Regions from separate parts of the Urocitellus parryii genome. Here all the other regions are linked to region 1. The links are chromatin contacts, called in public Hi-C maps. All regions are on one chromosome and are shown on one strand. The core of a region is the stretch at or near the end of the contact, and the rest is flanking DNA. Distances in the headings are between cores, read along the strand shown.

Evidence for each region. Hi-C and Micro-C count contacts between places; a contact is called where the count stands out from the background.
Region 2: a contact with region 1 is called in a Hi-C map of muscle, with 4 times the contacts expected there. The contact joins the promoter of Mmachc here to the promoter of Urod in region 1. A contact is called at or near these places in 2 of 2 Hi-C or Micro-C datasets (liver and muscle).
Region 3: a Hi-C map of muscle shows a contact between it and region 1, with 3 times the contacts expected there. The contact joins the promoter of Akr1a1 here to the promoter of Urod in region 1. A contact is called at or near these places in 2 of 2 Hi-C or Micro-C datasets (liver and muscle).
Region 4: a Hi-C map of muscle shows a contact between it and region 1, with 6 times the contacts expected there. The contact joins the promoter of Hpdl here to the promoter of Urod in region 1. A contact is called at or near these places in 2 of 2 Hi-C or Micro-C datasets (liver and muscle).

Annotation. Positions count from the first base shown.
Region 1 is chr11:29,271,816-29,277,494 of mUroPar1.hap1, forward strand. It overlaps Urod (uroporphyrinogen decarboxylase), which reads left to right and starts at 3,902. Exons shown (of 10, transcript XM_026397753.2): 1 at 3,902-4,003; 2 at 4,578-4,690; 3 at 4,785-4,864; 4 at 4,937-4,999; 5 at 5,379-5,576. The coding sequence starts at 3,984. It overlaps Hectd3 (HECT domain E3 ubiquitin protein ligase 3), which reads right to left and starts at 3,236. Exons shown (of 21, transcript XM_026397795.2): 1 at 2,541-3,236; 2 at 2,203-2,363; 3 at 1,841-1,933; 4 at 1,627-1,762; 5 at 1,230-1,345; 6 at 1,031-1,144; 7 at 798-880; 8 at 97-262. The coding sequence starts at 2,909.
Region 2 is chr11:29,704,516-29,711,019 of mUroPar1.hap1, forward strand. Mmachc (metabolism of cobalamin associated C) reads left to right here and starts at 3,238. Exons shown (of 4, transcript XM_026397757.2): 1 at 3,238-3,342; 2 at 5,476-5,670. The coding sequence starts at 3,262. Ccdc163 (CCDC163 homolog) reads right to left here and starts at 2,731. Exons shown (of 10, transcript XM_026397809.2): 1 at 2,525-2,731; 2 at 2,369-2,402; 3 at 2,022-2,209; 4 at 1,851-1,932; 5 at 1,399-1,591; 6 at 1,219-1,286; 7 at 480-547; 8 at 81-181. The coding sequence starts at 2,602.
Region 3 is chr11:29,747,847-29,754,080 of mUroPar1.hap1, forward strand. It overlaps Akr1a1 (aldo-keto reductase family 1 member A1), which reads left to right and starts at 4,699. Exons shown (of 9, transcript XM_026397805.2): 1 at 4,699-5,017.
Region 4 is chr11:29,549,469-29,555,469 of mUroPar1.hap1, forward strand. Hpdl (4-hydroxyphenylpyruvate dioxygenase like) reads left to right here and starts at 2,983. Exons shown (of 2, transcript XM_026397796.2): 1 at 2,983-3,018; 2 at 3,099-4,622. The coding sequence starts at 3,253. The coding sequence ends at 4,368. Mutyh (mutY DNA glycosylase) reads right to left here. Exons shown (of 16, transcript XM_026397786.2): 16 at 5,714-5,886. The coding sequence ends at 5,740.

The DNA of each region.
Region 1 (5,679 bases), core at 2,652-5,151:
TAGCGCAGAACAGCTTACACTGAGGCCTGATCCACACAGACACACAAAGCTGAAGGAAGGGGGAAGGGAATGGCCTGCAGGCCCAGGACCAGTCACCTCTGCAGGAGGACAGCTCTACGGTACAGTACTTCTGGATCAGTGCCTTCTAGGCGTGGATATCGCACCAGACTGGCTGGCTGGAAGAGGTCTGCATTCAACCCTAGTTCCCGCTGTCTTGATGACTTGATCTTGACCCCTCGAAGACGAACATCGATGCCATCATCTGGGCAAGGGATCAGAGTGAGGTCATTTACTGAACTTGCTGCCTTCTTGGCCCTGAGATCAGGGAATGGCTCCTTAATGCTCAGCCTTTTGTCATCCTATGACTTGGAACCTTAGGGATCCTATTCTATCACCTGGTTCTTCGCTAGCACCTCTATAATGCTGGCATGCTTGAATGTCTCAAATTCTCTTCTAGGTGAGTCCAACCACTCCTATGGTTTTAAGGCCATAGGTTTATATGACACCTCTCACTTGGCTCTGGCCCCACACCTTCAAATCCTGGAGTTAGTCCAGCCATCATCTCATCCCTCTTCATCTTCCAGGCCCATCCCTTTCTCTCCACACTGTCAGCTTGCCCACATCTACACCCAGGGGCTTCTTTTCCTTTTTTTTTTTTACACATTAAAAAAAATTGGTGCATTATAATTATACGTAATAGTGGGATTTGTAACATATTTGTACATATACATGATATAATGATATAATTTGGTCAATATTGTTCCCCAGTTCCTTTCTCTTATAGTCTTTAGACCCACCTCGGCACTCCACAATGCGGATCTCGATGATTGGCAAGTGGACTGTCATGTCCTCCAAGACGCAGACATCCCCAATTAGGGTCCTGAGGAGATGGGTGTGAGGCACTTCAGACAGTCCATGCCTCAGGCCTTTAGGGATTGCTGGGATCCCACCCAAGTTTAAGCATCCAAGCTGGACCAGGTCCCATTGCTAAGATCACATCCCACCTCCTACCCCAGGCTGGCCTGCTCACTCGTCAATGCTCACGTCACTCAACTTCTTCAGGTTGTCCCCTTCGCCCCCATAGACTACCACTCGCTTAGGCATAAAGTTGTCATCTGTGGTATCCACTGTGAGTAGCAGCTTCCTACGGGGTCAGAGTGTGCACTGAGTCTCTATGCACCCACAGGTACATGAGTCACCCAACCCAGGTCTGCTCAGAGCCTACTCACTTGACAATGGTGCCCTTCTTCATAGTAAGCCGTACCCAGTGCTGGCACTGGGACCCATCACTCTCCCAGTAAGTATCTGCATTGCTGTCCGTCAGGCAGGACACATTGAATTCCTCCTAAGGAGAGACAGAGTGGTGGGGTCAGCTGTTACCCTCACTTCTGCTTTGGGACAGGGAGCAGAAGACAGAAAGCATAGTGAAGATGGGATAAAAGGGCAACTGATATGGGGTAAAGGTGTGATTAGGGTAAGGTAGGAGGGAGTCTAGGGGTTCCTATAGGACTTCCAAGATGGGGAGCTGGACTGAGTGTGGCCCTGGTTTGGAGGTGGGAAATCTGGATCTAACCTTGAGGGATGCGACTGTATTTTGCCTCAAGAGGGAGGAGTCCCAGCACCCACCGTGTAGGAGGACACGTCTATGCTCTCCACATACTGCTTCACGCTACCCAGGTTCTCATCCTCCTTGCCCAGGTGGTCATACAAGAAGTGGATCAGGTCCTCGTCGCACTCGTAGGTCCATGTTGGGGGCACATAGCTAAGCAACCCCAAGCCCCTAATTAGGCTGGGCCCAGACTTGGAGCTCCCTCCTCCCCATCTGGTACATCTCACTCACAGTAGCCTTTGTACAGCTTCTGTGTATGCCTCCGCTGGTTGAGGCCTTGATCCGAGGCGATGTGAGTATGTCAGGTCCACCACCTGTTCCCATCTGTGGGTACACAGTTGAGGGTGGGTGGGTGAGAAGGCATGAGTGGACAGCAGGATATCTCCAGAAGGATCTGGAACCTTCTCCAGAGCTCTAGCTCCTTGCCTCCATAAGCTCTATGCCAACTCCCTCAGGTCCTGTTCCTTTCTGCTCTTAATGCTACCTCCATTTCAAAATCCTCCCCCGCCAATCCCCACCCTGGATGTGTTGGTGGTGCCAGTCCCTCATTGCCCGATATCCGATAGCAAGCCCTGCCCCTTCAAGTGCAGGACCTGAGCACTGGTCGGTAGTCCACGCCAAAGAGCTGCTGCTGCCGCTGGAGGTGGTCAGGAGTGTCGATGGGTACAAGGCGGGCCCCGCCCTCCGCTGGGCGGCATACCAGCAGCCAGCCTTCGTCCAGTCCGCAGTCACCCAGGTGTTCCGCCAGCTGCTCCTGCAGGGACCGCCAGATGGGGACAGCCATCAGGGAACTGCTCAGCTGCTCGCCCTGCCCAGCCCAGGGTAAAGGGCGCCGAATACAGTGTCAGCTCAATATAGGGCAGGAAAGGGGAACGGAGTCGTTTCCGGACGCGGAGATCTTTTGAGGAGCCTCGGGTAGGCCAGAGCTTACCTTGGTCAGTTTTACCCAGAGACCATGGCCGTTGCATAGCTCCTCGCCCGTGGTGCGCACGCAGGCGCCGCGCCGAAGTTCGATGCTGTCACGGGCTGCGCGAAGGGGCCCAGAGGCGGTTCCAGGGGCTGGGCCCGAGGCACCCACACGCAGCCCTAGGCCCTCTGCCTCCCACACCGGCAGCATCACGCGCGACGGTCCTGCCGGGTCCTTGTAAAGCTTGTACAGCACCTCTCGCGGCACGAAAGCCAGCGCTGCCGGCAGCGGTCGCCCGGCGCGGAGGCTCCGTGCTGCCTCCGCCAAGAAGCGCACGCGACCGAGCAGCTGCCTTGGGGACTCTAGCGCCGCGCCCGGGCCAGGGCCTGCCATGGTGAACTAGCTGAGGGACACTAGGAGTAATTCTGCCCTGGGAGTACCAGCCGCGACCACAGCAGAGCTTCCCACCACGCCCTGTTCCGCCTTCGGCCAACCTTCGCCGTATGTTCTAGACTAAGCGCATCCTACACTTTTGCTGTATAATCCTGAGTACTCCGATGGTCAATGCAATTACACGTACATCTGTGTCCTCCCAGGAACCCAGCCAGCCAGACCCAAGATTAGTGGTTTCTACCTGACCAATTTCCCTCTCTCCATTCCTATCGCTACTATCATTTTATCTCCAATGCTCCTACCCTCTTTCAAGTCACTGCCCTATCTATCCTGTATCATTACAATAGCCTTTCTCCCCACGCAGCTTCCTTTTTTTTCCCGTTTTTTTTTTTTTTTTTGTACTGAGGATTGAACCCAGGGGTGCTCAACCACTGAGCCACATCCCCAGACCTTTTACATATTTTATTTAGAGACAGGATCTAAGTTGATAAGTGCCTCACTAAATTGCTGAGGCTGGTTTTGAGCTCTCAATCTTCCTGCCTCAGCCTCCTGAGCCGCTGGAATTACAGGCATGCGCCTGGTGTAATTAACATATTGGGAGAATCGTGCCTTCCCTGACCACTGACAGGAGGCTTAAATCATTCCGGATCGATTGCAACTCCTAATCCCAGGATATTTACAATCATTTTCTATTTAATATGACTGCCAATTTCCGTTTCCCCATCAGACTGGAAGAGCAGTTTGTTCTTAAAAGCAGGGGCTGTGTTGCTCAGCGCGCTAACCTTAGAGGTCACCACAGGAGAACAAATTCCTCACCCTACCTGAAAAAGTAATTTCAATGGAGTTCTTTTGGGCTTTTATTGTTGCGTCGCTACAATGGGCTTTACGGTGAAAGTGATTGGGGTCCTCCAGGCAGCAGCCAGGGCAGCCCTAGAGCTGTCAGTGGAGTCCGATCACGTGGTTTTCAACATGGCGAACCCCTTGGTTTACTTCAGGAAGGGGCGGAGCTTAGACTGGGGGCCGGCTCAAATTCATGTGTGTGTTGATTCTGCGCGCAGTTACTGAGAGTTTACCATGGAAGCGAACGGTTTGGGGTGAGTTCTCCGCAAAGCGGGGTGGCTAGCGAGACTTGGTTTCTGAGTTTTCCAAGTCAGTTATCTGTCCCTATACCCTCATATTCCTGGAGTTCTCCCATTGTGGACTCCAGTCGCTGGGATCCCGAATGCTCCCAACTACGGGATTTCTGAGACCTTCATTTCAGGGACCGTTTTATGGACTGCGTCCTCCAGACATTCTCTTTGGGAATGCCCCAGAACTTCTAACTAGGATATCTATTCTGGGACCATCTATTCTGCTCCTTTTTTGACTATTTTCCAGCCTGGAGATTCATTAGTCTAGTGACCATTTCCCTCAAAACTATTCTTACTGGGCTTTTAGAGCTTGGGAGAGCTGGGGGTACGTGTAGGAAAGCGGCCCCAGCGCGGGCCCTTGAGTCTGTACCACCTGATAGGCAGAGAGGAGGCCTAATGCGCGGGGAGCCACAGTTTGCTAGCTGGTCTGGAGGAGGTAGATAGCAGTGCCCGATTGAATCGACTTTAAGAACCCTTGCTTTCACCATCCACCGGCTTAGCGTATTGATTCCTTCCCCCAACCCCATCTGATCACTAGATCTCAGAATTTTCCGGAGCTGAAGAATGACACGTTCCTTCGAGCAGCCTGGGGAGAGGAAACAGACTACACTCCTGTTTGGTGCATGCGGCAGGCAGGCCGCTACTTACCAGGTCAGGGTCAGGGCCCAGAATTCTAGATAACTGGGGAGGCAGGGGAGGATTCTGGAGGCCTGAAAGTTTAGGTCTGTCTTCCTTCTCTCGGCAGAATTTAGGGAAACCAGGGCTACCCAGGACTTTTTCAGCACCTGTCGCTCTCCTGAGGCCTGTTGTGAACTGACTCTGCAGGTGAGGGGTCCACAGAGGGAGGTATTTATGCCCTCAGCTTGCCACCTAGCAACTCGTTTCCATTCCCTACAGCCACTGCGTCGGTTCCCTCTGGATGCTGCCATCATCTTCTCCGACATCCTTGTTGTACCCCAGGTACCCACTTAAACCCGATTCTGAAATGTGTTAAAAAAAAAAAAAAGAAAGAAAGGAAGGAAGAAAAGGATTCCTTGGAAATCTTATTAGTCCTGCCAAGATTCAAGATAAGTACATATCATAGCTGGATAGAGGGAAAAATTAAGACTGAAAGAGATCAGTTTAGCTGAGTTTTATTCTCCATTTCCTTTCCTATTGGTATGGGCTGAACAGAACAGACTTTTTGAGACAAGGTCTCAATAAGCTGCTGAGAGCCTCACTAAATTGCTGAGGCTGGCCTTGAACTTGTGATCCTCCTATCTCAGCCTCCCAAGTCTTTGGAATTACAGGTATACTTTGCTGCACCTGGCTGGGATCCAGTTGTTTTATCCCCCTCCAGGCATTGGGCATGGAGGTGACCATGGTACCTGGCAAAGGACCCAGCTTCCCAGAGCCATTAAGAGAAGAGCGGGACCTAGAACGTCTACGTGATCCAGAAGTAGTGACCTCTGAGCTGGGCTATGTGTTCCAAGCTATCACACTTACCCGACAACAGCTGGCTGGGCGTGTGCCACTGATTGGCTTTGCTGGTGCCCCGGTAACATGGGAAAAGCAGGGGATTGGGGCATGACTCTGGCATATCTGGTGTAGATAGGGAAGGAAGTGTCAGTGTGGCTTCTGTACTGTGACATCTTTGATCC
Region 2 (6,504 bases), core at 1,988-4,487, 430 kb after region 1:
AGAATAACTGAACTTGGCCCCAATGCCTGACCTCTGTGAGACAAATCCCCTCCACTGCCACAGCACCCACACCACCTGACCTGAGGAAATTATGCTCCTGCTGGGCATCCTGGGACTCTGTCCTGGCAGCCTCCAGGGTGTGACTCTTGTTCTCCTGGCCACTTTGCAGCTTTTCCAACATCTGCTAGACCATGGGCCCAGTTAGGACCAAACTTTCTCCCTCCAGGAAGAAACCCCTTCCCCACAATTGGCTTCTTTAGCACACTTGGAACCTTCATATAAGCAAGGACAGTTTCTTATAGCAAAGGAATTGGAAAGAAGAGCTCTGGAGAAAGTGGAATCAGCACAGCAAAAAAAAAAAAGAGATAAAGGTGCTGGTAGGAGAGGGTATCCTGGCCTATTTGCAGAATAGGACAAACAGAAAAAAGATGGGGCCTCCACAGGGAAATATGTGGAGATAGGTCTAATATTGGTTCAACCTTCCAGCTGTGGGTTTGAGCCTGCTGCCCCTCAGTCATCTGCTTCAGCAGCAGCTCCTGGTGCTGGCCTGAAGATGAAAGAGAATTTAAGGGGGTAGTCTCCAATTTTTTCCTTCTCCTTGGCTGTCTTATGACCAAACTGGTACTGAAAACTAAGACAAAAAGCATTCTGGTCTAGATGTTAGAAGCTTCCAAGCTGACTGAATAGACAAAACTCACGCCATGATAGGCAATGAACACAACAAAATATTTCGGCATCCATCTATCTTTCTCTCTCTCTCTCTCTCTCTCTCTCTCTCTCTCTCTCTCTCTCTCTCTCTCACTCTCTCTCTCTCTCTCTCTCTCTCCCCTCCCTCTCTCTCTTTCTCTCTCTCTCTCTCCCCTCCCTCCCTCTCTCTCTCTCTCTCTTTCTTTCTTTCTTTTTTTTTTTTTTGGTACCAGGGATTGAACTCAGGGGCACTAGACCTCTGAGCCACATCCCCAGCCCTATTTTGTATTTTATTTAGAGACAGGGTCTCACTGAGTTGCTCAGCACCTCACCGTTGCTGAGGCTGGCTTTGAACTCACAATCCTCCTGTCTCAGCTTCCCAAGCTGCTGGGGTTACAGGTGGGTGCCACCGCACCCAGTGTCAGATTTCTTAATAGGTCAAACAGGTAGAGCTTGATCACTTACTGGGAGAAAAAAAGGCATTCCAAAAAGGGAGACAAGGGAACTTATACCCACAATTTTTTTACTTACTCAGCTGGTTCCGAAGCAACTTCAGTTCCTCTCGCAAAATCTCTGACTCTTTCCACAGTATTTGCTGCCTACAGAAGTAATGGCAGTCATTCTACAGTCAACCAACAGAGCGAGGAGGCAATAAGCCTCCTGGAATACCAAGAGTTCAGAGGACTCAAGAAAGTGAGGCCTATCACTTACTCAGTTTGGAGCTCATGGTGAAAGCCACTGGTAGAACTGTAGTTTCCTGGTATTTTTTTCATTTGGACTTGGGCTTGGGCCTGCTCCCATACCTGATTCCGAAGGCTTTGCAGTTCCCTTCTCAGTCCCTCCAGGTGTTGTTCCAGGAGAAGAACTCGACCTTCTGGGCCCCCCTGCAGCAACCTTAGTGATGCTATTGTGGTACAAATTGAGGGTTAGCTCCTCTGAGAGGTTCACACAGGTCTAGACTCTTCTTGCAAATCATGACACATGTGCACAAACAATAGGTATGCAGCAAAATCATGTGCACACATATACAGCAGTGTGTATGGGGAGCTGGGAGTTTAGCTCAGTGGTAAGAGTCCTTGCCTAACATAGCAAGGGGCCCTGGGTCCAATCCCCAGTGCTGGGGGGAAAAAAATATCTGTGTATATGAAGAATTGAACTGATACCTTCCAGAGCACTGATCTTGGACATCTGTTGCTCTTGCTCTTCCAGCAATCTCTGAACAGTCTTCCTTAGTGCCTTAGTTACCTACCCAGGCAGAAAAGCACATTAACTACTGCATAAAAAACTTTCCCACACAAACACCACATATACACACCTAGGATTCCAAGACTCACCTGAGCCTGAGATTGAACCTCCAATCGGAGAATAGTAACTTCATTCCAGAGAGAGGTTGGGCTATAGGTCTCAGCCCAGTTTAGACTCTCTGGGACAGTGGGGGTCTCTAGAGCCCAAGGCTGTTGAGCTTGGTCTTCTGACTGCGGAGACAAGTGATGAGAGGAAATCCAGGATCCAGCCAGGTCCCCTGGCAAGGGAATAAGGGACAAGGACAGAATCTTTGTGGGATAAGAGAGTTCAGAAAAGCAAAGAGTTGGAATTTGGAAGAAATAGTGATGGTACAGGCACTGGAAGAAGGAAGATCTTGAAAGAGAAAAGGCTGATGAATGAAAGGGGCAATACTTACCTGAGGTGGAGACCCCAAGGGGATACAGCCTCTGCTACAAAAGAAAGAGTTGTACAGGCCAATGAATTTGGTGTAGTCTAATCTGACACCCCCGCCTCCCAAAAGAACAAGAAGAAAGAAGAAGAACAACAATTGGAGCCTCTGGTGCCATCTTACCTTAATGCGGGCCACATGCCCATCAGTTGCACGCAAAAGCATATCAATCTGGTCAGACCAGCTCAGGCTCCTACTCATTTCCAGTGACTGGGGTCTGGTTCCCAGACCACTCTTGCCCTTGCTCTTCCAGCAGGGGATACCCGAGGAACAGCCCAGGAAAGGCAACACCGTTAGATGGAAGGAGGAGAGTGAATATGCAATACTAAGGATAGGGAGGCAATATCAGACCAAGAGTATGGCTCTTGGCAAGAAAGCAGCGTTCTCGGGAAACGGAATACCCTGATACACAGATATCAAGTGGGAGTAGAAGGCTTCAAATCTAGGTCGAAATCCAGGTTCCAGCTCCAGGACCCTGAAGCCATCACGCCAAACCTGTCAGAGACTGTTGCCGCTGCTAGATTCAAACCCTCCAGTAGGCGGAGAATGTTTGGCTTCAGAATGGGCGCCGCTGCACCACGCCTCTAGCCAACTAGCTACCTAAGCGGCCGAATTACGTTTCCGTGAAAGACAAGCGCGTTCACGCCCCAATGTGAAGCTTGTCGGGACATCGAGTTTTTCAGACTCTGAAGCGGTATGCTCCAAGGACCAAACGAACTACGCATCCCGAGATGCATACAATTCTGCCGCTACTGGTCCCAGTAGCTCCTGGGAAATGAAGTCCAAGCTACCTTGAACCTTAACGGCACAATTATTCTTTAGACTCCATTCCCCAGCAAGCTCAGCGTGTAGCGTGCGCTATGGAGCCTCATGTCGCAGAACTGAAGCAGAAGATTGAGGACACGTTGTGTCCTTTTGGCTTCGAGGTTTACCCCTTCCAGGTTGGTTTATCCCTCCTGCGGTTCTAGGAAGAAGTGTAAGATTGGCCTTGGTGGAGTCGGCGTGAGGCCCTAGAACCTTCTTATCCTCCCCAAGTTCCTCCTGCCCGGTGTCCATCTGACGTCTGGGACAGTGTGTCACACGTTTGTCCTTTTACCCCGATATAATGCCGGACTGAAGGATGGGATTCTGTAACCATAATTAACAAGAGAAAACATGTACCCGTGGGTCTGGAATCTCCTTAGAAGCTTCCTAAAGGAGTTAGGAAAGAACATGGCATGGAAGGTTTGCATGATTATAATTTAGATCAGCCAAGGAGGGAAAGGCATTCCCTGGTGTTGAACAAGAAACAATAGGCTGTTTTGTTCTGTCTTCCAACAGAAGGATAATTCATGATGCTACTAACCATTGGTGCTGGATATAGAAATTATGTGCATTCGCCTGGCACAGATGTCTCTCACCCCCGCCTTCCCTTCCCCCACATTTTACATAAGTGTTTTCTTTTTCCTTTATTTATTTTATTTATATATTATATATTTTTATATAATACAGATAGATAGATCGATCCTGGAGATTGAACCCAGGGGCATTCTACCACTGAGCTACATCCCCAGACTTTTTTACATTCTTGTTTTGACACATGGTCTAATTTTCCCAACCTGGCCTTGAATTTGTGATCCTTCTGTCTTGGTCTTCTGAGTTGCTGGGATTACAGGCATCTGTCACCACATGGAGCTACATATAAGTCCATTTTCCTCACATTAGTGCTTGGTGCATTGAGCTTGCTTAAGTCACAATGTTAAAGATACATAAGGTAACTCTGCTTGAGCCATTTGCCTGATGCTTAAGAGGTAACTTACTTCCCACTAATTCCACTGAGAGGTCCACAACAGTGTTGAGGGAAAGATATATAGAGACAGAAAAAAATAGGTTGGGTCTGTCTTGAGAAAGGATTGGCCAGAAAAAAATGAAATTGAGAGGGGCTGGGGATGTGGCTCAAGTGGTAGCGCGCTCGCCTGGCATGCGTGGGGCCCGGGTTCGATCCTCAGCACCACATACAAACAACCATGTTGTGTCCGCCAAAAACTGAAAAATAAATATTAAATAATTTTAAAAAATGAAATTGAGGGCTGGGGATATAGCTCAGTGAAGAGCACTTGCCTACCATGCATAAGGCCCTGGGCTCAATCATAGGTACTGCAAGGAAAAAAAAAAAAAAAAAGAGCTATATATGAACAGATATATTGGAAGGAAGGAGAATTGTGTACATCTAATATACAAACTTGTGTAAAAGCATGGAGGTAGTGTAGTGATGGATGGCATGTGTGGGGGCACAGTAAGAATGCTCTAGCAAACCAGGTAGACCTGGGTAGTGGGGAATATTGTACTGAACAGAGCCAGCTGTAGGCCTGACAACCAACCTAAGCTGTTGCTCACCTTGTCACCCCAACATCCAATCAACCACCAATTCCTTCATCTCCTGAGTCTCCCAAGTCCGTTGTTTTCCATTCCACTGATCTATGCTATAGTCCAAGCCACCATTTCTTATTTGGATTACTCTTAATAGCCTTCTTGCTGTCATCTTGCCTCTACATTGCAGCCAGATCTCACTAAAACTGATGTCATTTTACTCTTCAATCATAACCATCCTCTGTTACAGTTGTGACCTTCTTTACCTTCTTTAACTAGGCACTGTGGTGCACACCTGTAATCCCTGCAATTTGGAATGCTGAGGTAGGAGGATCTCAAGTTCTAGGCCAGCCTCAGCAATTTAACAAGTACCTAAGCAACTTAGCAAGACCCAGTCTCAAAAAATAAAAAGGGCTGAAATTGTAGCTTAGTGGTTAAGCATCCCTGGGTTAAATCCCTGGTATTTAATTAATTTTAAGGACTGGGGGTATAGCTCAGGGGTTAAGCATCCCTGCGTTCAATCCCCAGTACCAAATAAATAAGTCCCTGTCAAAGTCACATGAGATGCCTATACAATGTAATGTATAATTACACAGCATCAGTGAAAATTTATTGAAGGAGTTGGAGGATGGAGCAAAATGTATAAGGCTTTAAATACCTGGTGAGGTAAGGGCTGGCTAAGGTTAGTCAGCTGGCCAGCTTGGCCTGAACTTTCTCTGTTTTAGGTGGCATGGTACAATGAACTCCTGCCTCCAGCCTTCCACCTGCCCCTGCCAGGACCTACACTGGCCTTCTTGGTACTCAGCACACCAGCCATGTTTGACCAGGCCCTCAAGCCCTTCTTGCAGAGCCACCATCTCCAATCACTAACTGACCCTGTGGATCAATGTGTGGCCTACCACCTGAGACGTGTTAGACAGGTGAGCAAATGTCAACTTTCACCCCAGCTCCCAAACTTACCCTTGCTCCCACTTTCTCCAAACTTAGCACAGGATCTGAACCTAGGGCTAGGATCCACCTCACATGTGAAATGATATCCTAAAACCAGCCTTGACATTCTATGATCTCTCCTTTTCATATCCAGGTTTTACCACCTTCCTTTAGCAGACCCCCAGTCTGAAGTCTGTCCATTCACCCTGCATTGGGGGATAACTATATGAACCTCAGTCCAGGCTTAGCCTCTATGTGGAATAAGGATAAGCCCAACATCCTCCATTTCTTGTCTGCCTTTGACCTTTATGCTTTATGCAGTTTTGGGGGCCTTCTGAAGACAGAATATATCCCCGCCATAAACTTTTTTTTTTTTTAAGAGAGAGAATGAATTTTTTATTTTTTAGTTTTCGGTGTACACAATATCTTTAGTTTCTTTTTATGTGGTGCTGAGGATCAAACCCAGCGCCCCGCGCATACCAGGCAAGCGCGCCACTGTTTGATCCACATCCCCAGCCCCATAAACTTTCACATACACATACATTTGTACACATAGTAGATCTCCCTACTCTGATATTCTGAAGCACAATGCTAAATCACTCCTCACAATGGAGACTTTCTGAGCAAGTCCTTGTACATTTCTTATGTGTGTGTATATATATATATATATATATATATATGCCTGTTTGGAAAGAACTGTAACTGTAACTTTCCTAACTTTGGAGCCTCCCATGTTAAGTTCATTTTCTTTTCTAGACATGGACAGGACGGTGTTAACACACAAATTCCCCTGGGATAAAATCACAACTCCCCTCATGCTGACA
Region 3 (6,234 bases), core at 3,449-5,948, 480 kb after region 1:
TGGCTAACTTCACTTAGCATTATCTTCTCTTAACTCCATCCATTTACCTGCAAATGCCATGATTTTATTCTCTTTTATTGCTGAGTAATATTCCATTGTGTATATATGCCACATTTTTTTATCCATTCATCTATTGAAGGTCTGTGTCATATCTTTTATTTTTTTTTTTTAAATATTTATTTATTTATTTTTAGCTCTCGGCGGACACAACATCTTTGTTGGTATGTGGTGCTGAGGATCGAACCCGGGCCGCACGCATGCCAGGCGAGCGTGCTACCGCTTGAACCACATCCCCAGCCCCTCTGTGTCATATCTTTAAGGTACAAATGTCTTGTCTACACTTGGGAAGGCTGAAATGGTATACTGAATTAGGAGAAGGGACAGTAATGGTGATGGCTCTCCATTGGCCAGTGCCTGAGGACTGAATGTGAATTTGGAGATAATAGAATTTTAAAAACTTCATAAATACCTATATTTCCACTAATCAATTGCAACTGTTTTAGTTTGATATGTTTTCATTCAATTTCTTTCTTTCTTTTCTTTTTGGTACTGGGGATTGAACCTGAACCTAGGGGATGCTTAACCACTGAGCCCACATCCCCAGCCCTTTTTTGTATTTTTTTTTGAGACACAGTCTTGCTGAGTTGTTTAGGGCCTTGCTAAGTTGCTGAGGCTGGATTTGAACTTGTGATTCTCTTGCCTTAACCTCCTGAGTCACTGGGATTATAGGTATGTACCACTGCACCAGGCTCCTTTAAAAAATAATAATAATAATAATAATAATAATAATAATAAATATATATATATCAGCTGTTGATAGACCTTTATTTTATTTTATTATATGTGGTGCAGAGAATTGAACCTCACACATAACAGGTAAAAATGCATGACTGCTGAGCCACAGCCCTACCCTACGTGTGTCAGGCTCCTTTTTAATAATTGTTTATGATTTACTTCTTCTTATATTGTAGGGCACAGATGAGGCAAGGCACCAAAGATAGCAGGAAACAATTTTATTTGGCAGCAGCCAGGTTCAGAGGGTACAGGCTTTCGAGGTAACCAATTAATCCCCTGAACCCCAGCTATATAAAGTTCAGGTAGTTTCAGAACTTTATACCCAGCATGCAAGGGGAGAGGCTCAGAAGTTCACAGTCTGCAGAAGTTCACATAAAAGCAGCTTTTTCTTTCACTGTTTTGGGCAAGTTAACCCTTTAAAGACAACACCTGAGAAGGGGAGAGCTTCTTCTCCCCTTTTTTTTCCTTCCCCTGCCAGCTGTTACCAGGGAGCCCAATTGGTAACTTCTCTTATCTTAGAAATGTAGACATCTCTATGAAGCCCCAGCTCAAGGCCAGAGGTGTTCTTAAAGGATCTTTTTTTTTTTTTTTTTTTAATCACATTTTGCATTTGCAAACACACTTTTACAAACTACTATACTGGAAATATGTTTGTGAAAAACAAGTAAAGAGGGCGTCCAGCTCCTGGAGTGCTGATTTCTTCCAGGCCAGTGGCCAAGTAACAGAGCAACAGGAAAATAGAAAGTTTACCTATATTGAACTCTTGTAGAGACTTTTTTAAAAAAAAAATTTTTTTATAAGAGAGAGTGAGAGAGGGAGAGAGAGAGAGAATTTTTTTAATATTTATTTTTTAGTTTTCGGCGGACACAACATCTTTGTTTGTATGTGGTGCTGAGAATCGAACCCGGGCCGCACGCATACCAGGCGAGCGCGCTACCGCTTGAGCCACATCCCCAGCCCTTAAAAAAACTTTTTTTTTTTTTTTTTTTTTTTTTTTTAATATTTATTTATTTATTAGCTATTGGCGGACACAACATCTTTGTTGGTATGTGGTGCTGAGGATCGAACCCGGGCCGCTCGCATGCCAGGCGAGCGTGCTACCTCTTGAGCCACATCCCCAGCCCCTTAAAAAAACTTTTTAAAAAATATTTATTGTTTAGTTTTTGGTGGACACAACATCTTTATTTGTATGTGGTGCTGAGGATCGAACCCAGCGCCGCGCACATGCCAGGTGAGCGAACTACTGCTTGAGCCACATCCCCAGCCCATTGTAGAGACTTTTTTATTGATAGTCCTAAAATAAATTATGGTGAAGACTTCTGGAGAAGCTTAGTTAAGATTTTCTGTGGAGGAGGGGTGCCACTACACTTACTCTTTTTTTCTGAAGCATCTGATTTTATTTTCATTCCTTTGTGTGTGGGGAAGGTATGTTTTGTGGCATTGGGGTAGTTTACCACTGTATCATATTCCCAGTCTTTTTTTACTTTTCATTTTGAGACAGGTTCTCACTAAGTTGCTAAGGGTCTTGATAAATTGTTGATACTGGCCTTGGATTTGTGATCCTGCCTGGTGCTCCAAGTTACTGGGATTACATGAATGCAGTTCCTTTGTGTTTCTTAAAGTTCTTTTGTTTCAAGCAACAAAAAATTTATTATGTCTAACCAAAGAAAATGTGAGTTTTTGGAAGGCTAAAGGAGAACTTGCAGTACCAAAGGGAAGGGAGGGTACATAGAGGAGGACTGCAAGTTCAAAGCCTGCCTCAGCAATTTAGCAAGGCCCTCGAAATTTAGGGAGATCCTGTCTCTAATTAAAAAATAAAAAAGGGCTAGAGATGTGGCTCAGTGGTTAAGTCCCCTGGGTTCAATCCCTGGTACCAATAAATGAACAAATGAACAAAATTTGTTTTGAGACAGGGTCTCATTAAGTTACCCGGGCTGGCCTCCATCTTGAAATCCTCCTGCCTCAGCCTCCTGAGTAGCTGAGATTATAGGGAAGTGTCACTGTCCATGGAAATTTAGCAAAACCCTGTTTCAAAATAAATAGTAAGCTGGGCATGGTGGTACATGACTGCAATCCTGTAATTGAATCCAGGGTGCTCTACCATTAAGCTACCTCTCCAGCCTTTTAATTTTTATTTTGAGACAGGGTTTTGCCAAATTGCTTAGAGTCTTTCTAAACTCCCAAGGCTGGCCTTGAACTTGCAATCCTCCTGATTCAGTCTCTTGAGTAGCTGACATCACAGGTGTGTAGCACCCCATATGACTTTTTTAGTAGCCTCAAGATTTTTACACTGGAGCAACACAGGTCACTGGCTGAGGGGCGGATCTTGTAAAATGGGAGGATGACTATGAAAGAAGTGATGTGTTCGAAAGCAGATGAGTTTTAAAAAACAATACACCTTCAATTTGTCCAAAAAACAAACAAAAGAAAATGAAACAACCAAAAAACAAACAAAAAAATCAAAACAAACAAACAAAAAAAACCAAACTGATGGAGAAGGAATAGGTTGCACTTTGCCTGTAACAATTCCTGTACCAAGAATCAAGAGCAGAAGCCCCAGAGTTGAGGAAGGAGGAGGCTAGGTTACAGCAATGACTCAGCAACTCATCAGACAGCAAGGTCACTATGTATTGCACCTCAGACTTTTAAGAAGTTAGACTAGGGTGAGTGGGAAGTTTAAAAAAACTAGCAGGGGGAAAAATCCACCATCATTTGCAGAAAACAGTGTACATGGTATATGTCTCTTGAGGGAAAGTTTTCTGGGGTAAGATGTATTTAGGGGATCCTGAATTCTGTTACCACAAGTAGGAATTTATGTATTAGGATAGTTGTGATAAGTTGAATGTCTGGTACTGTTGGGGAATAACTGGTCTGGAGAAATGGAGAGGCACCCAGGGAGTAGGGGTGGGAGAGGGGGAAACAAGGAATAACAAAAAAACGCTTCACTTGGACAACACTTCCTATTGCCCACCCTTGCCACATAATAAAACCTAAATACAAGACACCTCTCAGACCAAAGGAACAAAGCCTCTAATCTGTAATTTAATAGCTGTGTGAATATGGGCAAGTTAGAAACAATTTTAACCTTGCTTAGTTTAATTTGTGAAATGAATCATTCACACTTTTCCTCACAGGCTACTGGTAGGTGACATCTGTAACTTCATCTGGACTGTAGTAACATTGCAAACTATCAGAGCTATATGCATTTTAGATTTATGCAATTTGTCTGTATATATGCTATACTACAATATTAAAAGGCTTATACAAAGTAAAAATAAGCTAGGGGCTGTGGCATATGTTGGTAGTTCCAGTTAACTTGGGTGGCTGGGGCAGAAGGATCACTGAGCCAGAAGTGTGAAGCCAACTTACGTGTGAAGCCGACTTGGATAACAGTCTTAAAAAAAAAAAAAAAAAAGAATTCCTGTATCAAGTTGTTTTGAGGATTCAGCAGAATCATACTTCCTGTCTTTAGCACAGTGCCTGGCAGATAAAGTGCCAGGGTTAACGCTTAAAGAGTTAAGGGGCTGGGGCTGTAGCTCAGTGGTAGACAGCTTGCCTAGCACATATGAAGCACTGTGTTCTATCCTCAACAGCATATAAAAATAAATAAAATAAAGGCATGATTATCCGCCTACAACTATAAAAAAAAAAAAAGGGAGAGAGAGGAGAGATCAGGAGAGAGTATGCGGTGTGGCATTCTGGTCAACCTTTGTGGTGTAGCTGCTCCGGGCCTCAGTTTGCCTGAACTAATAACAGGGTCAAATTTGCTGAACTCTGGGAATACTGCCAGGCCAATCCTGCCGAGGGGGGCCAGGGCCGGGCCGCCAAGAGAAGAGGCCCGCGGTGCACTGTGGGCCAGCCAGAGGCACGGCCGGCCCCCAGGACCGCCCACGTGGCCGGAGCGCAGGCAACACTGAGCGTGTTGCTTCCCAAACCCTCGCGGTGGAGGGAGAGTCCGAGTTCCTGCCAGTCAGACTTCCAGCACCCAGTACAGGACACGTACAGCTTCCCAGCTCTGGCCTCCATCCTCCTCAGCAACTTCCCCGGGAAGTGGAGGGCGGATCCACTTTGCGCGTGATCCGGGCTGCCCGGCCTCTGCCCCTCCCTCTGGGCGGAGCTTCCTTTTCACTGCAGACTTAAGCCGAGGCCTTCGGGTCCCTAGAGGGGTGCAGCACCGAGCTCAGGCCACGCTGTTGTGTTCACACTGTGTGCTTGCGCCAAGGTGAGTTTCTCCTGCTGTTGGCCCATCCTTCTTCCGGAGGAGGTAGTCTCGATCCTTCAGGACCTCGGGCCCGCTCCCGGGATTGAGTGGGGAGCCATGAGGTTTAGTTTCGGATTTGAGTTCCTCTTATTCTCTGAGATCTGGAATAACCCCCGTTTCTCTGAACTTCTGTTACCTCGGCGGCAAAATGAGTAGGCATATCAGCATATCGAGAGAATTGAGAAAAAAAATTTTGAAAGCGTCCAGCACATGAAAAATTTAGTTGCCATCTTCTTTTTGTTATTCACCTACAAGGTTTTTTCAGGTGCTCTTGCATTCCTGCGGAGACGCAGGGATGCTTTCTTTGAAGTGGTGGGAAGGGGAACGGGGAACTCCCTTACTTAAGCCCTCGCCTTGTGTCTGGGATAGCTGGAACATGTTCTGTTTCTCCGGAGCCCTGTTAAAGTTAGAATCGGATCTGACCCATCACAGGATGGGCCTATTATTAATTAACTTTTGCGTTCAGACTACCCATACTCAAGGTTGCAGGACCTCTGCAGAAAAGTCTTATCATGCCATCAGGCCTGTTTTTTTTTTTTTTTTTTCTCCATGATAGTGGTAAGGTGCATGCGCGAGGCCCTGGTTTCCATCCCCAGTATCAAAAAATAAAAAAATAAATAAGTAAAATACTTTAATATTCTCCAAAGATGATTCTTTATAGGTTTCTCAAGAAGAAAAGAAGGTGAGGGAGATAGTGACTTCTTTAAATGCCCCACTCCTAACCAAATTCCATTGTCTCCCATTAGCCTCTATTTGTGTAGTAAGGGTGGACAGACGACTCAGGGTTGTGGGGGAAACCATTCTGTAATCTAAAATCTAAAAGATGCTGCTATATGCACACACACAAAAGCAACGATATGTTCAAGTGATTAGTGAATTTCTGGGAGGAGCCAGAAATTAAAGTGCTAGCTAAAGGATGAGCAATAGTTAGCCAGGGTGAGGTTTAGGAAAGGAAAATGTGCAGAGGCCTGGAGTCAGGTAGATGATGCTGATTTTACAGAGGCTGAAATGAAGAGGTAGAGAAATTAGGAAGGTAGGAGCCAGGTTTCTTTCTTTCCTTTTTGGGGGGTTACTGGATATTTAACTCAGAGGTACTTTGCCCCTGAGCCACACCCCCAGCCCTTAATTTTTTGAGTTACTAAGTTGCTTAGTTGTTGAGGCTGGCCTCAGACTTGAGA
Region 4 (6,001 bases), core at 1,733-4,232, 280 kb after region 1:
ACCTCTAGCAGAATATATAATACCCTCTGGGAAGTGCCATGACATTGTATAATGAGAGAAAATAAAACAATACAATAATCACAGTAGCAACTGCTACTATTTACTGAACACTTACTCTACCTCATTTCATGACTACCTGATGTGGTAGTTACTATTGAGATAGGAATCTGGAAATAAAGGGAGAAAATGAATCTCAATGGAAGTTCCCATAAACCATTGAAATGCAGAACTTCAGCCTTGATAAACTTCTACCCCTGAGCTGTACACCTTTGGCCAATGCCCTTGAACCATTCCCTGGTGAAAAGAGGATAATGAGGAAGCACAGGGAAAACTGGCACAAAATTGTGTAACTCTACTTCCACTTATAGACCAGCCCCTAGCTCCAGCCCTCTATAAACATTAACACCCTATGCCAACAGGTTGTTGTCTCTGCCTCTGGAAATAGCCCTCATTCTCCCTTGAATATGTATCTGCTTTCCTAAATAAATCTGTCTATGCCTCTGACCCACAGTGCCCAAAATATTTTCTGTCAAGTATGTCAAGAACCCTCCTGATTCTGGGTCAATTTCCCTCTTCTCACTGGTAACTCCTTGGAACCCTCTTCAGAGATGTATTCTCCTGTGACATTATTTTTTATTTATTTTTTTAAATAAGTGCCTTTTATTTATTTTGAGAGATATTTATTTATTTTCGTTTTCAGTGGACACAACATCTTTGTTTGTATGTGGTGCTGAGGATTGAACCCCTGGCCTCAGGCATGCCAGATGAGCACGCTACTGCTTGAGCCACATCCCCAGCCCCTCCTGTGACATTATTATCTCCATTTTTTTTTAAGAGAGAGAGAATTTTTTGATATTTTTTAGTTTTCTGTGGACACAACATCTTTATTTTATTTGAATGTGGTGCTGAGGATCGAACCCAGTGTATGCCAGGCGAGCGTGCTACGGCTTCAGCCACATCCCCAGCCCTATTATCTCCATTTTTGCAGATGAGGAAACTAAGGCTCAGAGAAGTTAAACAACTCACCAAAAGTCTTGGTAATAAGTGCTAGGGGTGAATTTTAAACTCAAGTTTGTCTGTGGAATTCATGTTCTCACATTCAGTGGTCTGCAGAATAACACCCAGTGCCTTTAAGCAGCATTGACCAGCTTCCAGGTACTCTCCTCCTGTCTACAGTTTTGAACACCCATCCAGGCCTATTTTTCTAAGCCCTGTTCCCTTATGATAGCCTCCTCCTTTAAAAAAAAAAGTTTTTTTTAGTTATAGGTGGACACAATATCTTTATTTTTATGTGGTGCTGAGGATTGAAGCCAGTGCCTCACACATGATAGGCGAGCACTCTGCCTTTTTCTTATTGCCAGTGAATCCCTACAGAGAAGGCTTCCTGAATCTCTTGCAATGCCTCAAACCTTGGTGTTGTAGCTAGAATTAGGCAGTCAGTGTAGATAGGTAAATCGAGTCAGGTAGGATCTAGGAGGCCAATTGTGAGCAAGTCTGGGAAGTTGGAGACTGTCTCCTGAGGGATCTTATCAAGAACCTGCCCCTGCTCCAACTTGTTGCCAAGGTAACCTGTCCCAGGAATTTCCCCACCCTACAGGGAGCTATAAGGTTAATGTGTCCTTGTCTACACCCCCCCTGCCCTTCCCCCTTCAGCCCACCTATTTCCCACCTTTTGGCCTTCCCACCGAGCATTCTTGGGCCTAGTCTCCTCCACTGGAAGGAGAAAGATAAGGGGGGAAAGCAGGAGAACAAAGGAAGTCTAGGACATATAAAAAGGGCAGAATACCTTGCTTCTTGGGATACCAGGATACCAGCTATGGTCCCATTCTCCCTCACAGGAGAAGTCTATGTTACCCCTTTTTAAATAAACCCTGCTTCATATGCTTGCCTCGGCATGCTTCTTTAATGTTCGAACTTCAACATGTGGGGAAGCAGGACTCATCACTGTATTAGTGTCCATACCAAATGCCTCCCCAGTGCTATTTCTCCCGAGTTTAGCTTAATACTCACTGAGCTTTTTGCTTATGCCTTTTGCCCTTCTTGAATGCCCTTCCTTAACCCTTAAAGGGTCATCCAGTTGAGTACCAGATTTTTAATTTCCTCCTTTCACTGATCTCACATAATCCTGGGTCTCAAGGCTAGAACCCCCACTCACCCCCAAAGCATTGGCTCAAGGCCAGTTAGGAAGCTTCAAAGAGCAAAGAGGACTTGATTTCTAGTCCTGACAGGGTGGGGTGCAGCTGTTCTTTTCAGGAACAACAAAATAAACAACAACAACAACAAAGGGTCCCCCTCCCTACAATTCTTGGGACAAGGGAGCAAAAGATGTTGAGAGAAGTAGGCTTGGAGAGATAAATGTAGCTGAGACATGTAGATGGCATATTGGTGGTCCATCTTTTTATATCAATTTTTCTGGACTGTTTAGGGGAATGAAAATCTTCTAAACATTTTAATATTAAAAAAAGAACTTCAGGCTGGGATTGTGGCTCAGCAGTAGAGCGCTGGCCTAGGGGGTGGGGGTTCAATTCTTAGCACTACATAAAAATAAAGGCATTGTGTTGTGTCCATCTACAAAAAAGATTCATATTCTCTCTCTCTCTCTTAAAAAAAAAAAAAAAAAAGAAGAAGAACTTAAAGGATAACCCCTGAATTGTGAAGAAAAGCATGAAACTGCTAAGAAATCACTTGTTTGTGAAGGAAGGATTCAGGATCCTTCACCAACAAGGGCTGTGTCCTTTGCTTTGAGGTCACGGGTAGAGTGTGAATCCAGTTCCTGGCATTAAATGAAGGTGACTATTGTGATTTCCTGGACCCAGGAAGGAGCCTCCAGGCCCAAGAGTGTGACCCCGCCAGAGGCCCTGGGAAGGAGCAGCTCAGTGTCCCCACTGTATCCTAGGCGACAGATCTGGAGGAAGGCGTGTCAAAGGCGGAGTCATAGGCCCTCTTTCGGTCGCGCTCCGCCCAGTACTGGTTCCTCGTGGCCTTACTACTCGTCCTTGCCCGGCGGGTGATCCCCAGGTAGATCCACTTTGGATGGCACTGTAAGGTGAACCGAGCTTCCAAGGCCACCCGGCTTAAATTTTACATTTCTTCCCTAGAAAAGAGCGAGGAACACGATCTCTGGGAAGAACTGGACTCCACCAGTTTCCAACCGGCTCCGGACAACCAACTTGGGACCAAAAGTCTTGGAGTTCCGAACGACAAGGGAGCTGCCTTAGAAGAAGAACCGCCCGGCTGGCCACGAGGCGCGTAATGGCCGTGCACGCCCGCCGCCTGTGTCACATCGCCTTCCAAGTGGCGGCCGGGCAGCCCCTAGCCCGGGATCTGCAGTGCCTCTTTGGCTTCCAGCCCCTGGCGGCGCGGGAGGCAGGTGGCTGGCGGCAACTGGCCCTACGCAGCGGAGACGCCGTCTTTTTGGTGAATGAGGGTGCGGGGCCCGGGGAGCCGCTGTACGGTCTAGACCCACATCATGCTGTGCCCAGCGCCACGAACTTGTGTTTCGATGTGGACGATGCGAGCACCGCTGCCCAAGTGCTGGCGTCCCGGGGCTGTCGTGTGCCGGTGCCCCCAGTTAACGTTCGGGATGCTCAGGGCTCCGCCACCTACGCTGTGGTCAGCTCACCGGCTGGCAACCTCAGCCTGACGTTGCTGGAGCGTGCCGGCTATCACGGGCCCTTCCTACCGGGCTTCCGACCGGTGCCCTCCAAGCCCGATGCAGGTTGGGTCAGCCACGTGGACCACTTGACCTTGGCTTGCACACCCGGCAGCTCCCCAACACTTAGGCGCTGGTTCCAGGACTGCCTGGGCTTTTACCACTTGCCGTTGAACCCAGGGGAGGATCCCGAGCTGGGCCTCGAAGTGGTAGCGGAGTCGGGGAATGGGGGGCTGCGGCTCATGGCCCTGCAGACTCCACCCGGCAGCATTGTCCCCACCCTTGTGCTGGCCGAGTCTCTGCCGGGGGCTACCTATAGACAGGACCAGGTGGAGCAATTTCTGGTTCGGCACAGGGGGCCGGGCCTGCAGCACGTAGGACTGTATACGCCGAACATCATGGAGGCCAGTGAGGGTATGGCTTTGGCCGGAGGCCGCCTCCTGACACCTCCCGAAGCATACTACCAGCAGCCAGGCAAAGAAAAACAGATCCTAGCTGCAGGGCTCATACCTGGCGTTCTGGCCCGACAAGGAATACTGCTAGATGGAGATAAAGGCAAGTTTCTGCTTCAGGTCTTTACCAAGTCCCTCTTTGCTGAGGATACCTTCTTCTTGGAGCTGATTCAGAGGCAAGGGGCCACAGGGTTTGGCCAGGACAACATTCGAGCACTGTGGCAATCCATACAAGAGGAAGCTGCCAGGAGCCAGAAAGCCTGAGGACAGCCAGAGCTAGATGCAGCCACTTTCTTGTAGCCTGAGACACACCCAGAGGAGGCCCAGCTATTGAAATGCAATACCCTCAGAGGCCAGGTGTGCCCTGCTTCTCCTTAGTACCTGCCAGCAGTTAAGTCTCTCACTGGGCTCCAAGAAGTGTTGTTTTTTGTTTGTTTAAGTATAAAACATTTCTTACAATTTAATATCTAATACATTCACAAGATACAAAGAACAATAAAAAAAATTACATGATTAGGTCACAGACATAACTAATACAAGCCTTTGTGTTCTTTTTTTTTTTTTTAATGTGAGTAGGACTAATTTATTTTTTGCAAGATGGGGATTGAACCTAGGACCTTGCACATGCGAGGAACATGCTCTATTACTGAGCTACACTCCCACCCCTTTGTGTTCCCCTATGATCATATTTCCCTCTCTGCCCCAAATTTGTGATTTTTTTTAACCCTTTGCATTTCTGAATTTTCACTATATGTGAAATGCATCCCTAAATAAATGACTTAGTATTTGAGGTAGGTAATTAAGACAAATTCTTCTGTGCTTCCCTTCTCCCTAGGGAGCAACCCATGTAGGTAGAGACAGGCTGGTTCAGGGTTAAGCCCAACCACCTGCTTAGGATAATACCACTGCTCCAATCAAGCTGACCTGAGACCTAGAAAGTGTTGGGTGTCAACTCTTGGCAGGTGCTCCCTGCAGCAGCCATCACTTCCTGGGGAAAGGAGAACAGATTATGTGGACAGAACACACCCTCCTCCCTCTGCCTAAAGCTGTATGGAAGCTCAACCAGTGGGAATCAGGACCCAATACTTCCTGGGTCCCTCAGAGGTGTGGAGTAAAGGGGCTAGGGAGAGGATGCAACTTTTCCAAAATGACTACAAAAATAAGCACTTTAGCTGGACGCAGTGGCACATGCCTGTAATCCCAGCAGCTTGGGAGGCTGAGACAGGATGATCACAGGTTCAAAGCCAGCTTCAGCAATAGCCAGCTGCCCTGAATGCTCCAAGGTCACAGATAGGAACTCCCATAGTCCTGCCAGTAGACCTGAGAGGGAGAGCAGCCAGTTATGGGTCAGGCCTCAGCTGCTGACTCCTTTCTCTACTCCTCCCTGTTGATTGTGCTACTTTGCTCCCAGCATCCAGGTATCTGAGTTAGGCCTCTGCGGGTACCCCCAAGGGTTCTGGGCTGCTCCAGAACCCAGTGAGACCCTGTCTCTAAATAAACTACAAAATAAGGCTGGGGATGTGACTTAGTGATTGAGTGCCCCTCAGTTCAATCCCTAGTACCCCAAAAAATAAAAAAAAAAATAAGCACTTTATTAAACAATAGGACTCTCAGGGATAGGGACTTTCAGAGGCATCACTGGGCTGCACTGTTGAGGCTGGGTGTGTCAGTGGGGATATGAGGCCAAAAGAAACTATCCAGGACTTGCTGGCCCCGGTTGGGCTTTTTCCGGCTGGGCTTTTTCTGGCTGGTTGGAGAAGACAATTGAGACCTTTTGGAACCCTGTGTAGAAGCCAAAAGAGGGAGGTACTGAGGAGAGGACATCATGGAATTCTTTCCAGTATCTCCTCTTTATCAATCTAGCTCAGGTTCTATCCTGATATGTAGAGCTGCCTCC